3 separate regions of the Mus musculus genome follow, and regions 2 and 3 are each linked to region 1. A link is a contact called in public ChIA-PET and promoter capture Hi-C data. All regions are on one chromosome and are shown on one strand. The core of a region is the stretch at or near the end of the contact, and the rest is flanking DNA. Distances in the headings are between cores, read along the strand shown.

The links. Promoter capture Hi-C pulls out the DNA fragments that hold promoters and counts their contacts. ChIA-PET counts read pairs in DNA pulled down with a chosen protein or histone mark.
Region 2: a promoter capture Hi-C map of pre-B cells shows a contact between it and region 1, with 2.8 times the contacts expected there. The contact joins the promoter of Tctex1d2 here to the promoter of Lrch3 in region 1. A contact is called at or near these places in 6 of 39 promoter capture datasets (the 3T3-L1 cell line, hippocampal neurons, liver and 2 more) and 2 of 115 datasets of contacts at active chromatin or transcription factors (bone marrow-derived macrophages and memory CD8 T cells).
Region 3: an RNA polymerase II ChIA-PET map of memory CD8 T cells shows a contact between it and region 1, with 81 read pairs. The contact joins the promoter of Osbpl11 here to the promoter of Lrch3 in region 1. A contact is called at or near these places in 2 of 39 promoter capture datasets (the HPC-7 cell line and pre-B cells), 1 of 484 Hi-C or Micro-C datasets (CD4 T cells), 7 of 115 datasets of contacts at active chromatin or transcription factors (the 230-238 cell line, bone marrow-derived macrophages, effector CD8 T cells and 4 more) and 2 of 9 other capture datasets (adipose tissue and pancreatic islet).

The regions. Positions count from the first base shown.
Region 1 is chr16:32,911,236-32,915,895 of GRCm38.p6, forward strand. Lrch3 (leucine-rich repeats and calponin homology (CH) domain containing 3) reads left to right here and starts at 2,865. Exons shown (of 21, transcript NM_001081255.1): 1 at 2,865-3,168. The coding sequence starts at 2,907.
Region 2 is chr16:32,417,074-32,421,733 of GRCm38.p6, forward strand. Tctex1d2 (Tctex1 domain containing 2) reads left to right here and starts at 2,629. Exons shown (of 5, transcript NM_025329.4): 1 at 2,629-2,854. The coding sequence starts at 2,736.
Region 3 is chr16:33,182,875-33,187,534 of GRCm38.p6, forward strand. Osbpl11 (oxysterol binding protein-like 11) reads left to right here and starts at 2,197. Exons shown (of 13, transcript NM_176840.3): 1 at 2,197-3,126. The coding sequence starts at 2,930.

The DNA of each region.
Region 1 (4,660 bases), core at 1,615-4,114:
CACAGCCTTAGAGTTACAGCACAGATGTGGCCACACCTGACTTTCTTAGCTGAGTGCTGGAGATTTGAACTCAGGTTTTCATGCTTATATAGCAAGGAACTCTACCCACTGAGCCATCTTCCCAGTCAGTCCTCCCCCCATTTTTAAAAGGCATTTTCTCACATAATAGTATGTGTAGCATCTTCATTTCTACCCCTATCCACATGCTCCCCCCTTTTAAAAAACTATTTAGTGTACATGAGTGCTCTGTTTTCATGCACACCAGAAGAGGGAATCAGATTCTATTACAGATGGCTGTGAGCTGCCATGTGGTTGCTGGAAATTGAACTCAGGACCTCTGGAAGAGCAGTTAGTGCTCTTAACCGCTGAACCATCTCTCCAGCCCACCACAAACCTCTTAATCAACTTATTTTGGCCTTCAGATATCTACAGACTTCATCCCGTGTTCTGAAAACCTCCAGTTTCCCCCTTACTTTTCTCTCTGTTGTTAATATATAACCTATCTACTTATCTTGATTCCCACACTTGCTTTTTGTTCATATGCTCAGGCCTCCCATATCTCCCTGGGATATGAGAGGTGTGTATAGCATCGAGTTTAATTCACTAATGGCTTCAAATCAAGTCAAACAGACTAGTTGCAGTTTACACATCTGGACAGTTCAGGACTAGGAATACCATGCTGAGATTGTAGTGGAGTGTTCATGTCAATAGGAAAAGAGGCCATATGGCTAAGAACTTGTGGGAATTGATGCAAATATAAAGTAATAGGACATTAGTGCTTTTGAAAAGGTACATCTGGCAATTCAGGTAAAATTATATAGTGTGCTTGTGGGTGTAATGTCTTGAGTGGGCACGGAGGGTAGGGAGTAGTCAGTTCTCCCCATTTACCACGGGCTCAGTGGATTGAACTTAGGTTGTTGAGTTTGTATGGTAAGATTTTTCCCCCATGACCATCTTGCCAGCCCAACTTAATCTTTTTTTTTTTTTTTTTTTTTTTTTTTTAAAGACAGGTATCCCTTTGTATCTAGGCTGGCCTGTATCATCCTGCCTCAACCTCTCAAGTACTAGGATTACAACATGCTCCTGGCTAGCTTAGTATCTTTCAAAGAATTAGAAATGTTCAGAAAGATCAGAAAATACATATATTGGGTATACATTACTTGACAAAGACTACCCATTACCATGAAGGGGCTCATTAGTAGACATTAATAATTTATTGTGGGACTTGTTGCAAAAGAAACTAGAATGTCAAATTGCTGAGAGCCAGACATGGCATCAACTATTACTTGTTTTGTGTTCTCAGGGGTTGGAAGGTCAAAGTCAGCTTGGGCAACATTGGGACTCTTATCTCAAACAAAACAAGACAAAAGGGCTGATAGAGCAGGTCTTGGAGCAACTGTTACTAATCAACTTTATTACTGAAACATTTTTACAATTTCTTGAACTCAGGAAAGTGCTTTTTGGGGGCTTCCCTGAAGTTGGGCTTTGAGTGATGAGCAGCTTCTCACACCTCATATTTTCTTTTGTGCTCTGTGATAGATTTTTCTCATCTGTGTCTTAATGTGCTCACATGCATCAAAATCATACTTGGAATTTTGCTCTCTGTCATCCTATTTTGTAACTTCAGGTTTTATTCAAAAACCTCACTCGTTCTTTTTTTTGGGGGTGGGGTGGGGTTTTGTTTTCAAGACAGGGTTTCTCTGTGTAGCCCTGGCTGTCCTGGAACTCACTCTGTAGACCAGGCTGTCCTCGAACTCAGAAATCCACCTGCCTCTGCCTCCCATGTGCTGGAATTAAAGGCGTGTGCCACCACTGCCCGACCCACCTCACTCGTTCTTGCTCTAGAGGGACTGCTTTGCCGTGCACTCTACTCAGCCCAATTGCTGTTTTCTTATTGTAACTGGCCTCCTTGGGTTCCAAAATAAAATTAGCTAATTCTTTAGAAAAGAGACTTTATCTGACAGGCCCTCGAATTCTGTACAGCAAAGTAAATTTGGTGAGTGATATTTGCATCACATATTAGGAATGGCTTGAATTTAAAACAGATTTGGAAAAATAAGAGACTGCAGGACTGGGAGGGTGGGGTTTTATTTAAATGTGAGTGGTAGTTTTCATTACTTGAATGGTTTCCGGTTTTGGTCTTTCGGTTCTAAATTTAATCCCAACATTTATTACATAGCCAGATTTCAATGTTAGATGTAAATATTATTCGTTCTGCTCTAGCTAGTGATAAAATCTGCGCAAACAGCCACAGTATTTAAGACGTTTGGTTTCATTAAGAGCTCTTTCATAAAAAGAGTTCGAAGCCAGCCTGGTCTACAAAGTGAGTTCCAGGACAGCCAGAGCTATACAGAGAAACCCTGTCTCGAAAAACAAAAAACAAACAAACAAAACAACAACAACAAATCTAAAATACATAACAATTTCAACAAGAATTAGGGACTTTGTAGCCGAATCTGCTCACACGGTATGTTTGTTTTCCCGTTCAAGAACTAATAGTATATCCACAAATTCCAGTTCAGATCATCTGGCGGTATGGTGACAAGCTGAGAGACAATTTTGGGCTTATCTCAGGGAGTCCCCTCTAAGTGCCCAAGTTTCTGGCAGCAACAGGGCTAAGGAATCTTTGCCGTTTAATGTAATCCACCACTGAGAGTTGGAGCGCTGTTAAGGACGGGTTTTGGTTTTTGTAGTGGCCTTTTAGGGAGCCCAGGGTACCGGGCTGCTCCAGCTCTGCGAAGTCGGTTCGGTTTCCCTGGAAAACCTGCTTGTGGGCGGGGCAGGCGGCTTGTTGCGCCCAGCGCGTCCGGGAGAGCTGTCCCCGGTCCGCGAGCCCCTTTCCCCGCCCACCCAGCGGATCGCGTGGCGCATGCGCAGAGCCGGGCCGGAGAGTTGTCGGCTGGGAAATGGCGGCCGCGGGCTTGGTGGCTGTGGTAGCGGCTGCGGAGTACTCTGGCCCTGTGGCGTCCGGGGGAAACCTCTCCGGTGCGACCTGTGGGCCGAGCCCTGGGTTGGGCCCTGGTCCTGGCCCGGGCTCTTGGAGCCGCTCGGTCGACCGAGCCCTGGAAGAGGCGGCGGTCACCGGGGTGCTGAGCCTGAGCGGCCGGAAACTGAGGGAGTTTCCCCGGGGAGCGGCCAACCATGACCTGACGGACACCACCCGGGCCGGTGAGCGGGGCGCGGGCATCCCTGCTACCCGGGACCCGTGGAGTGGGGGGCAGGGGGTGTGTGGCGACCGGCCCGAGGCTCCCCGGGTAACGGGGACCGCTGGCGGTACCGCGCACCCTCCCGGCCTGGCCAGACCCGGAGCCTGGGGTGCGGCAGCGCGCAGCAGCATCTCCGCTGCCGGCGAGAGGCAGTTGACGGGTGATCTTTCTTGAATCGCTCTCAGAAATCTCGGCATCAGTGCCCGCCCCGTAGACTTTTTGCCTCGCCCCGGTGTCTGCAGACCACTTTGCATTTGGGATGCCGAATTGACTTTGCTAAGAGTTGGAGCGTGGCAAGCACGTTCTTCCATCGTAGTATGGGTGACGCTGGGTGCTGCATTGTCAAAGGATCCAGGTCCGCTCTGGCGTTTTCCCTAGTGTGTGCGAGTATGTGTGTGTAATGTGGACTCTAACACTGGGAACAGCTTATTTCTCCGCCTCCGTCTGATTTACCGAAAAGTACTTGTAAAAATAGGCCATCTTTAGGTGCTCAGGACTTTCGTCTTCCATTCTTACCGCCGCCTAAGAAAACATGAAAAGAAGTAGGATATTGTCTACCACATCTATATTTGCTTTTCCCTTTAAAAACATTTCTGCGCCTTATATTGTTTAAGACAGGAAAGAGAATGGGGATTAAGTATTATTTGGTTTCCTTAGTTGTGGGAAACAATGTATGGTAACTGAGGTATTCAACATACTATATAATGTGTTCCTCTTGTGTTTTAAATATAGCTTCCTCCGGGAGTAGATTAAGAATTGAGTCCTTTTGTTTTACATAAGGGGAGGGGTCCCCTCAGAAGTAGTTTAAATGTTTTGTGTTTATGTCATATACATTGTTTCATCCTCATTCTGCTTGATTTTAAAATGTGAGAGTTAATACTTTTTCTTAGGCTTGTGTAGTCATCAAAGATTGGTAATTATTACATATTTCACTAATGTTGAAAAAATAAATAGAGCTGGTAAGATTGCTCAGTGGGTAAAAAGGCACATGCTGCTGCCAGACCCGACAGACAACCCAAGTTTGATCCGAAGAACCTACATACTGGAAGGAGAGAACTGACTCTTGCAACTTGTCTTCTGCCTTACATTGCGCACACACGCGCACATGCGCACACATACACACACACACACACACACCACTGCACTAAATATTATTTTTTAAAAAATAAAACAAAGACATTAAATTATCCCTAGAAACTATTATTTCCAAAGAAACTTTTCCTCTGCTTACTAAAGCTTATTAGTGGTAGCCTTTATTTTCAATATGATCTGAATTTTTTTCACTTGGCACTGAAGTCAGACTTGCTAAGGTAAACATGAAGAGTTACTTGAATTTTTTATGTGTATTGGTGACATCATGTAAACTTGTCATTCCTACCCCTCCCTGCCTTCTTGATTCTGCTCACGGGAGGGCTGACTGTCTGGCAGGGCGGTTTTCATATTGAGGTGAGTCA
Region 2 (4,660 bases), core at 1,379-3,878, 490 kb before region 1:
GACTTTTAAAGACTCAGTCCTAAATAGGATATCTTCATCAAACTTCTTCCTTCAGGGCTCAGGGATGTATTCCAAAGAGGTGGAGGAAAGACCAAGAGCCAGAAGTGGTGGATGGCTCCAAGTGTCTTTCAAATGCAACAGGTGTGAGACACAGATGAACTCCCAGAGACTATGGCAGAGTGCACAAGACCTGTAGGTTCAAGCCAGACAGGGTAGAAATGGACACAGGCTGTTACCCCTAACCAAGAGGCTATCTGCAATTGATACCCTCTGCAAAGGAAAATTACTTTGCTCCAGTGATTCTCACTGGGTATATAACCATACTTCAGGGTAGACTTCATGTCTAAGAACAGTTGGTCAACACAAAATGAACTTGTCAGGTCTAAAGGAAACTCTAATTCCCCAACTCCAAAAGTCAGTTCATTTATGTTGTAATGAGCTTAACCTGAACTATAGGAGGATTTCTGGAGATGTGATAAAAGTTCCTTAGGAACTTGTGAAACCAGTTTTTATCTGCCTAAAGGAGTCTGTCAAAGGGTTGTATTGAGATATGAGGAAGAGAACAATCATTGCCTTTGACAGAAGGGACATAATGGCTACCTGTGGCCCCTTTCAGCACATCAAAGCTCGTGCCTGCCTCTCCCAGGTCCCTTGGCATCACAAGTACCTGTTACACATTTCAAAGTCCAGTGCAGCATGGTAGCCCTTCTCACCTCCCCTATCCTAAACAGAGTTTCTCTGTGTAGACCCCAGCTGTTTTGCAGCTTGAATGAAAAGGAAGACACAACCACTGCTAAGCATGGTTGAGGAGACAAATTTCATTATAGATATGAGGAAGAGAACAGCCTGCAGCATCTGGAAGAGTCCTGACCTCCAGACTGACCATGGCCAGCAGGACAAGACTAGGCCATGAGAGGAAAGGGAGCAGTGAGAGGAACAGAAGAGAGAGGAGAGGGGGGCAGAGGACTAAGAGAGTGCATGGAACAAAGAGGGCATGTAGCCAAAATGGCAGTTATATAGGTATCAAGCAGGGGGTGGGGTGAGGTTTTGGTCGGGGAAGAGAAATGAAGCCCAGCCCCTGGGTTGGAGTGGTTTAAAGTGGGGGCCGGGTGAGAGTGATAGAAGGAGCCACAGATACTGGTCTTGGTTTTCTTTGGGATCTAACAAAACTCCCTCAGTAGAACAGGCACACCCTCTGCTCTATAGGTCTAGGACAACCAGGGCTATGCAGAAAGACCCTGTCTTGGGAAACAAAAAACAAAAAAACAAAGAGAACTGGCTGGTCTCAGACTTCAAAATCTGCCTGCCCCTGCCTACATGGTGCTGGAGTTAAAAGCATGTGCTACCATGCCCGGCTTGCCGCCCCCTCCCCGCCCCCCAACCCCCAGGCTGGGCGGTGATGGCATACGCTTTTAATCCCAACACTTGGGAGGCAGAGGCAGGCAGATTTCTGAGTTCGAGGCCAGCCTGGTCTATAGAGTGAGTTCCAGGACAGCCAGGGCTACACAGAGAAACCCTGTCTCAAAAAAACAAAAAACAGGCTGGTGAGATGGCTCAGTGGGTAAGAGCACCCTACTGCTCTCCCGAAGGTCCGGAGTTCAAATCCCAGCAACCACATGGTGGCTCACAACCATCTGTAACAAGATCTGACTCCCTCTTCTGGACAGCTACGGTGTACTTTCATATAATAAATAAATAAATCTTTAAAAAAACAAAAAACAAAAAGAGAAGAGCCAGAGACATCTGAAATAGTCGAGAGTACAGAGGGAAAGAAGTAGACTTAGAACATAGACAGGAGACTGGATGTGGTCAAGGCTATCTTTCAGGAAAGCCAGCATGTGTTTTGATACCTTCACATAAGCCTGAGTAGGCTTATGTCCCTTCTACCAGAGGTAAGGGAATTGGTCTCACAATTTCCTGAGCAATGCGGGCTTTTATCTCACAGCTAGAAATACTCTACTCCACTTTGAGCTTATATCTGGATATTTGGGCTATCTTTTGTAGTTTAGAGTTTCCTTTGAACCTCACAAGGGGGTAGAGATGGAAAGCATGTTAAGAATATATTGTATAACAAAAATGTAAAATAAAAACAAGCAAACAAAAATGTGTGCTGGGTCTGTTTGGTGGCCAACACCTGTAATCTCAGCATTTAGAAGCCAGAGGCAAGTGGCTCTCTGGGCGTTTGAAACCAGTATGGTCTACAGAGTCAGTTCCAAGACAGTCAAGAGGATTTAGAGAAACCCTGTCTGGAAACAAAGCAAAATTACATATAAATTCTACTTGTTTCCTACTTTTAACTCACAAGTTGTCCAAACCCAGAAGGGACGGTGTGCAGTTGTGACCCAGTAGCGTTCTAGTTCCAGCACCCATAGAACTTGGCACCGATAACTCTGTTATCCCAAACCTGGGGAGATGGAGGCAGGAATTAGAGGCCAGTCTGAGCTATTTGCATCCTGTCTCAAAAAAATAGGAAGAAAAAAAAAAGGAAGTTAGGTCTGGTTTGGTCTGCCTCTCAGTGGCAAGTGGTCGGTTGCCTAACTTCTCTTAAAAAGTCCTGGTCTCGGTTTGGTACTCATTTCCCAGCGGGCTCACGGCCTCCAGCCAGTGCGCAGGCGCAGCGGTGGTCACCACACGTCACGTGTGAGACCCGTTGCCCTAGCGACCTGTGCCGGGATCTTCGGAGCCGCAACCGACCACACTTCCTTCTAGAGATCTGTTGGACCAGACGCAGGGATATGGCTGTGTCCTTCCGCGGCCTGTCCTTATCGGCTCACTCCGAGGGCTTGAGTGAGGTCGACAAGAACTCAGGGGAGCCTGAGAACACCTACATTCTGAGGCCCATTTTCCAGCAAAGGCGCGTAGCAGACAGGGCACGGAGGGCGATGTGGGGATGGGGCCGGGGCTTTTGGATGCGTGAGCTTCCCTAAGGAGACACGGAGAGGGGCCGGGCTGGGGAAGGGATTGGGCGGGTTTATGCATTCCGACGTAGTGATTTCTCCATCACGGAATTCTGCAGTCTGACTAGCAGGTCTTACCGGGAGCCTAAACTGGCGCTGTGGAAGTGGTTGACTTCTTGGAGGCTTTAGGGGGTGCGCACGCGGGACAGGAAAAATAGAAGCTGGAAACAAGCGGCTTACAAGCTGTACTCCTATGGTTACTGTGTGCATACCTGTGCCAGGAAGGATATGCTTACTTCTGGCACCCGACTTGTGTCTTTACAAAGCCCTTTTCATATAGCGTCGATCGCCACCTTAGGTTGCTAGAAGAGGGCGGTCAGTTCAGACTATAGGACATATACATCACTAACTTCATCTTACAAAAGAAAAAAAAAGGTTCGTGTGCTTGTGGGTGTGGCTGAGTGTTTGGGTGTATGCATGCTACTTAGGATCAAGGGATAACTTTGGGGAATTGGTTCTGTTCTGTTCTTGAACTATGTGGATCCTGGAGATTGAACCCAGGTATCAGGTTTGGGTACAAGGCCCTTTACCAGCTAGCCATCTCACTGCGCCCAAGAGAGGATTTTTTTGTCCCCAGGGTATGCAACTGGTTGGTGAAGGGCTGTAGAGATAGCTCAGTCTGTCACTGCTTGCTCTGAAAGCATGAAGACCTGAGTTCAATTCCTGCACCCCTGTAAAAAGTCGTCGTACACTGTAATCCCGGTGATGGGAATTTGGTCCCAGTAATAGAGAAACAAGACTCTAGGACTCCCTGGCTAGCCATCCTGGCTTCATCTGCAAATCCCAGTGAGATACCCTGTCTCAAAATCATGGTGGAGGGCTGGAGATATTTCTCAGTGGTTAACAGCACTGACTACTCCTCCAGAGGCCTGCGGTTGAGTTCCCAGCACCCACATGAAGATCAGATGCTGTCTTCTGGCCTCTGTGGGCAGAGGTTGCATGTGGTACTTAGTCACACATGCAAACAAAATACCCATAGACATAAAATAAGTAAATCCTTAAAAAAAAAACAACCCAACAACAAACAAGGTAGGGGAGAGTGGCTATATTTCCATAGCAGCTTCACGAAGCCGTTTTCACATGAATATAGAAAAATGCATGTTTTGTTACCTCAGTAAATGTTCTAAATATATAGAATGGTATTGAGCTGTATTTCTCTGTACACAGTGAAGAATGATGTTAGTAACAAACATGCCAGTGATCCTATGAGTTCATATGTGACTTGTCCGAAGAGCGGCTTAGCATTTTATGAAAGACTGAACAAGCATAAGCAAGGGCTGGAGAGATTTGCTCCTCCTGGAGAGTACCCAGCGTGGGTTCCCACCACCCACACTGCAGCTCACAATTGTTTGTAATCCCAAGGGCAGCAGGAGTTAAACACATATATACAGGGGAAAACACACATAAAAATTATATATATGTGTGTGTGTGTGTGTGTGTGTGTGTGTGTGTGTGTGTGTAAAAAGGAAAAAGCTTAAGCAGGCCAGTAAGATGGCTCAGCTGGTAAAGGCACTCGTTTTCAAACCTGATGCCAGAGTTCAATCCTGAGACTTAGGTAGTGAAAGGAAAAAACGAATTCCCATACACATGCCATGACACAAAATAAACGCTTTAAAAAAAAAGCTTAAGGGAAGAAGTAAATAATAATATTGGGTTGGGTCAGTGCTAAGGATTTAAAACAGAGCCTCATGCGTGCAAGGATG
Region 3 (4,660 bases), core at 947-3,446, 270 kb after region 1:
GGATTTGAAGGTTTTCCTTCAGGACTCCATCATGTGGGAGCTCTCTCTCCTAACACAGTTCTTCCCTTAGCATCCTTGTCTCTCATCCTCTCATTTTAAAAGTTATCTTGTGAGACATCCCTTTATACACGTTTTCCTTCTCTAAGTCAGGTTCTCCACCACATTTCACCGATTATCTGTTTCATTCCCCAAATCCATTTATGTATGTATGTATGTATGTATGTATTTATTTATATTCTCAGTTGTAGGGGTTACTTCCATGTTGTCCAGATGAACATAGTAAAACATGCCTTTTAGACAAGAATTCCCCTACACCCAAGGCTGATAACCAGAACCCAGTGATAGCATTCACTCACCATAACCACCAGACCCAGGACTAGGTAGACAGAGAACTCCATGTGGTTCACTTGACACTATATGAGACCAAGAGCAATGTTCTTTAGTAATAATCCAACTCTGCCTCCTGCTAAAGAGGAGATAGCCTTGAATAGAAGACTCCTCTGCTAACTGAGATATACCATAGGCCTCTGCATTCCACAGAGGCCATCATCCTTAAATCCTTTTCAGGTCACACTTTGAACAATTTAAGAGGAAATAGGAGACTGCAACTCTGGGCAAATGGGACAGTTGCACAGCAAAGTTATCATCAGGATTGTCATGGCTACTCCTGGTTGTCAACTTGACTACCTCTGGAATGAACTACAATTCAGAAATGGAGGGCACACCTGTGATCCAGATCTTGAGGCTGGAAGACAGGTTTTTGACCTGGATCTTGACATGGAGATCTTGAGCCATAGTGGCCATGAAAATCTTAGGCCCAGGCAAGGTACACACACCTTTAATTCTAGGAGACTGAGGTAAGCAAATCTTTGAGTTCAAAGTCAGCCTGGGACAAAGCAAGTTTTAGGTTCAGGTATGGTGGCACACGCCTTTAATCTAAGCCACATCTTCTACTGGAGGCCTACATCAGGACCTTGAAGAAAGAAGGTTCACTCTTCTTCAACTGATTGTACTTACTTGCTAGCAAGTCTGTTGGAATCTATTTCCACAGAAGACCAGCTTATACTAGCCTCACAGGCCTGACTTCCCACTCACAGCTGCCCATTGTTGGGTTAGTTGGACTACAGACTGTAAGTCATTACAATAAATTCCCTTACTATATAGAGACACTCCATATGTTCTATGACTCCAGAGAACCCTAAGACAAGGATTATTTCTTTTTTTTTTTTCCGAGACAGGGTTTCTCTGTGTAGCCCTGGCTGTCCTGGAACTCACTCTGTAGACCAGGCTGGCCTCGAACTCAGAAATCCGCCTGCCTCTGCCTCCCAAGTGCTGGGATTAAAGACGTGTGTCACCACACCCGGCTAAGGATTATTTCTTAAGTACACCAGTGTGGTTCTTTCAAGTAGTTGTTACCCAGGTTAATCATGCCCACCTGGTAGAGGTAAACTTTCCCTGTGCCTAGACAAAGAGTTAATGGCAGGCTGGGCCTTGCAGATGGTTGTGGTCCTGCATTGCCCCTGTGTCTTGTTTTAGGAATGCTCTTTGATGGGTATAATGGCAGGTTGTCTCCTTTTGCTGTGGGAGTGGAGCCTAACTGGAGGTCAAGCTGAGGGGATAAACAGTAAGAGAAACTTCTTCAGAGACCCCAAACTTCAATTATGGTAAAAGTTTTCTTTCTTACAGTTTGTAACAAACGTGGCAATAAACTACTTTTCTTCCAGTGTTATTGGTCCTTTTTAAGTAAGCTTATTAGTAAATCCTTTTTATATCAATCTACTTCAAGTTTCTCCAGCATCACCAAGAGCTCTAATTTCCAAGACAATTTCCTTTTCTTTAAGACGATTTACCTTAGTCCAATATCATGTTGGGTTTTTTGTTGCTCAAAAATGACTGATCAGTTATTTTTCCCCACTTTGTTCTGTAAATTCTTATTTTTTTAGGTTCCCTTAAAAGGCAAGGAATGGGGCTCCCCAAGAGAGTATAGGACCTGTTTAGCAAGACCGTTTCATTCCCTTTTTCTCCCTCCCTCCCGCCTGCTGCCTCTTTCCCCACTGCTTCTTTCAGCTCCTTCTCTCCCTTGAGGCTCCGGTCACCGCCTCCTTTCGGGATCGTCTGCCCCAATCAAAGATGGCGCCGCCGCTTCAATGCTAGCGGAAATGAGCTCACACGACACCGGAAAGGAAGGCGGGGAGAGCTAGCAGGCGGGTGGGTGACCGGCTGTGGGTGGGGCGGCGGCCCGGGCCCTGGCTCTGGCTTTTACGTTTAGGGCTAAGGAAGCTCCAGGGAGCGGTCGGCTCCTGTGAACTCCGTGGGGCTCCAGGGCTAGCGCTCTCGGAGGAGGCCACGGTGAACCCCTCGCCTCCGGCCCAAGCTCAGCGGCCTCGGAGCCCGCGTCCTGCCCGGCGGCGTCTGCCCGACCCTCCGCGGGCTTCGCGCGACCGCTCCGGCTCAGTTCGGGGCTGCGGTGGGAACCGCGGAGCTGGCTGGACAGGGCCCTTTCTCCCGAGGACCCGGCTGAGGAGAAGAAGCGGCGCGGCTGGCCCGACCCCCGAGTCCTGAGGTCAGGCCGTGGGCTCCGGGGCTCCCGGGCCGTGGACCCCGTCCTTGCCCCGCGTTCCCAGGCAGAGGATCCGCGACCTCGCCCGCGCCGCCCGGCTGCTCCTCGGAGTGTGGCACCGAGCCCTCTGGCGGGGTGATTTGTCCTCCTTGTTCTTGCTCGGGAGAGGCATCTATCTGAAGGGTACCCGTGCTCTTTAAAACTTTTAACCAAAGTGGAAATGCGTGTCCTCTTTTTCTGGACCACTGTCGATTTCCACTCTAGCCGAGGTCTGAGATCCCGTTGAGAGTAAAAAAACGAGAGAGAGAAAGGGGGAAAAGTACTTACAAAATAACTCTGCACTTGGTGTCCCTCGCCCGAGAAGGGCAGATGAACTTTGGAGTTAAGATGCAGGGAGGTGAGCCGGCATCGGTGATGAAAGTCTCCGAGAGTGAAGGGAAGCTGGAGGGCTTGGCCACAGCAGTGACCCCGAACAAGAACAGCGGCAACAGCAGCTGTGGGGGTGCCATCAGCAGTAGCAGCAGCAACAGCAGCCGCGGTGGCAGTGCGAAAGGCTGGCAGTACAGGTATGGCCCTCCAAAGTGATGTTCTGGGGTGGCTCGGAGTGTGATGGGGTCTGCATATCCCAGTTGGAAGGCCAATTCCAAAGCGGCTGATGATCTGACTTGGAGATAGAACCCTGCTTTCGTGAGCAGGATTGACTTTCTTCAGAAATTCATTCAACAGGTAATTTTTTGAGGCCCTTTGAGGAATTCAGAAATGTACCCCAGAGTTTTCTCGATTATCCAAGGGCTTATTCTTCCTCTGATTTATCTCTACACTCACTTCTGGTTTTTGCCTCTGTTGTAATCTGTTTACAAGCAAGCCTGAACGTCTCTTAGAGCAGAAACTGTGGAACTCAGCGCTTTGAGAGGCAAATGCTGGTCTTCAAAACTTGTGGAATGATTCGAGTAACAAGAGTCAGAGAAGATCTTATCCTTTGGTTGCTTGTGACTTAGAGAAGGGGAGGGACTTAAATACAGAGGCTGATAAGCAGTAGAGTGTAATCAGGCTACTTGAAAACTCTTGAAATTCTACATTTGTTAGTTTTTTTTTTTTTTTTTTTTGGTTTTTTCGAGACAGGGTTTCTCTGTGTAGCCCTGGCTGTCCTGGAGCTCACTTTGTAGACCAGGCTGGCCTCGAACTCAGAAATCCGCCTGCCTCTGCCTCCCGAGTGCTGGGATCAAAGGCGTGTGCCACCACGCCCGGCCATTTGTTAGTTTTTATTAATGTAAATGAAAAACTTGGAGAAATATCAAAAGCTTCATTTTGGTGCTTTAAAAAATATATGTATAAAGGGTTTGTAAAACAAAAAAATATATGTATATGTATGTATGTGTGTGTGTATATATATATATATATATACATATATATATATATAGTATAGGGAGAGATTACTACCCATAATTCTAAGAATGAATGGAATTAGGGCATCCTATAATGTTGGATCTACACTGATGAATACTGAAATTTTGGGTAACTGCTTGTATGTTTAATTCTAGTTGGTTTTGTTTGTTTGGTTTGGTTTTTGATTGTGTTAAACTCTTTGACTACACTTGTAAGACTTGGAAGGGGTAGGAACCAAGATGTTGTGAAAGCTACATATTTATCATGAGTACTATCCATATGTATGAACTGCGCGTGTGTTACAATATGCAGATGTGGGCTGGGCGTGGTGGTGCTCTCTCTTAATCCTGGAGCATGGGAGACAGGCAGGAGAATCTCTGTGAGTTTTGAGGCAAGCCTCATATCTGCATAGTAAATTCCAGCACAGCTAGGACTATATATCACCCTGTATCACCTAATATGCAAATATATGTCTATGTGAAATATGCAGGCATGAACCTACAGAAGTGAGAAGAGTAGCTAACTTTGTAATTGGCAATGGGGATTGAAGTCAAGTCAGTGTAACTCTCCCCCTTTGTGATTTTTTTCATTTTATTTTTTTATGGGTGTGAATGTTTGCCTGCATGTATGTATGTATGTATGTATGTTTGCATATGTGTGCACTGGCTCTATTGAATCTAGAAGAAGGCATCAGATCCTCTGGACCTGGACTCA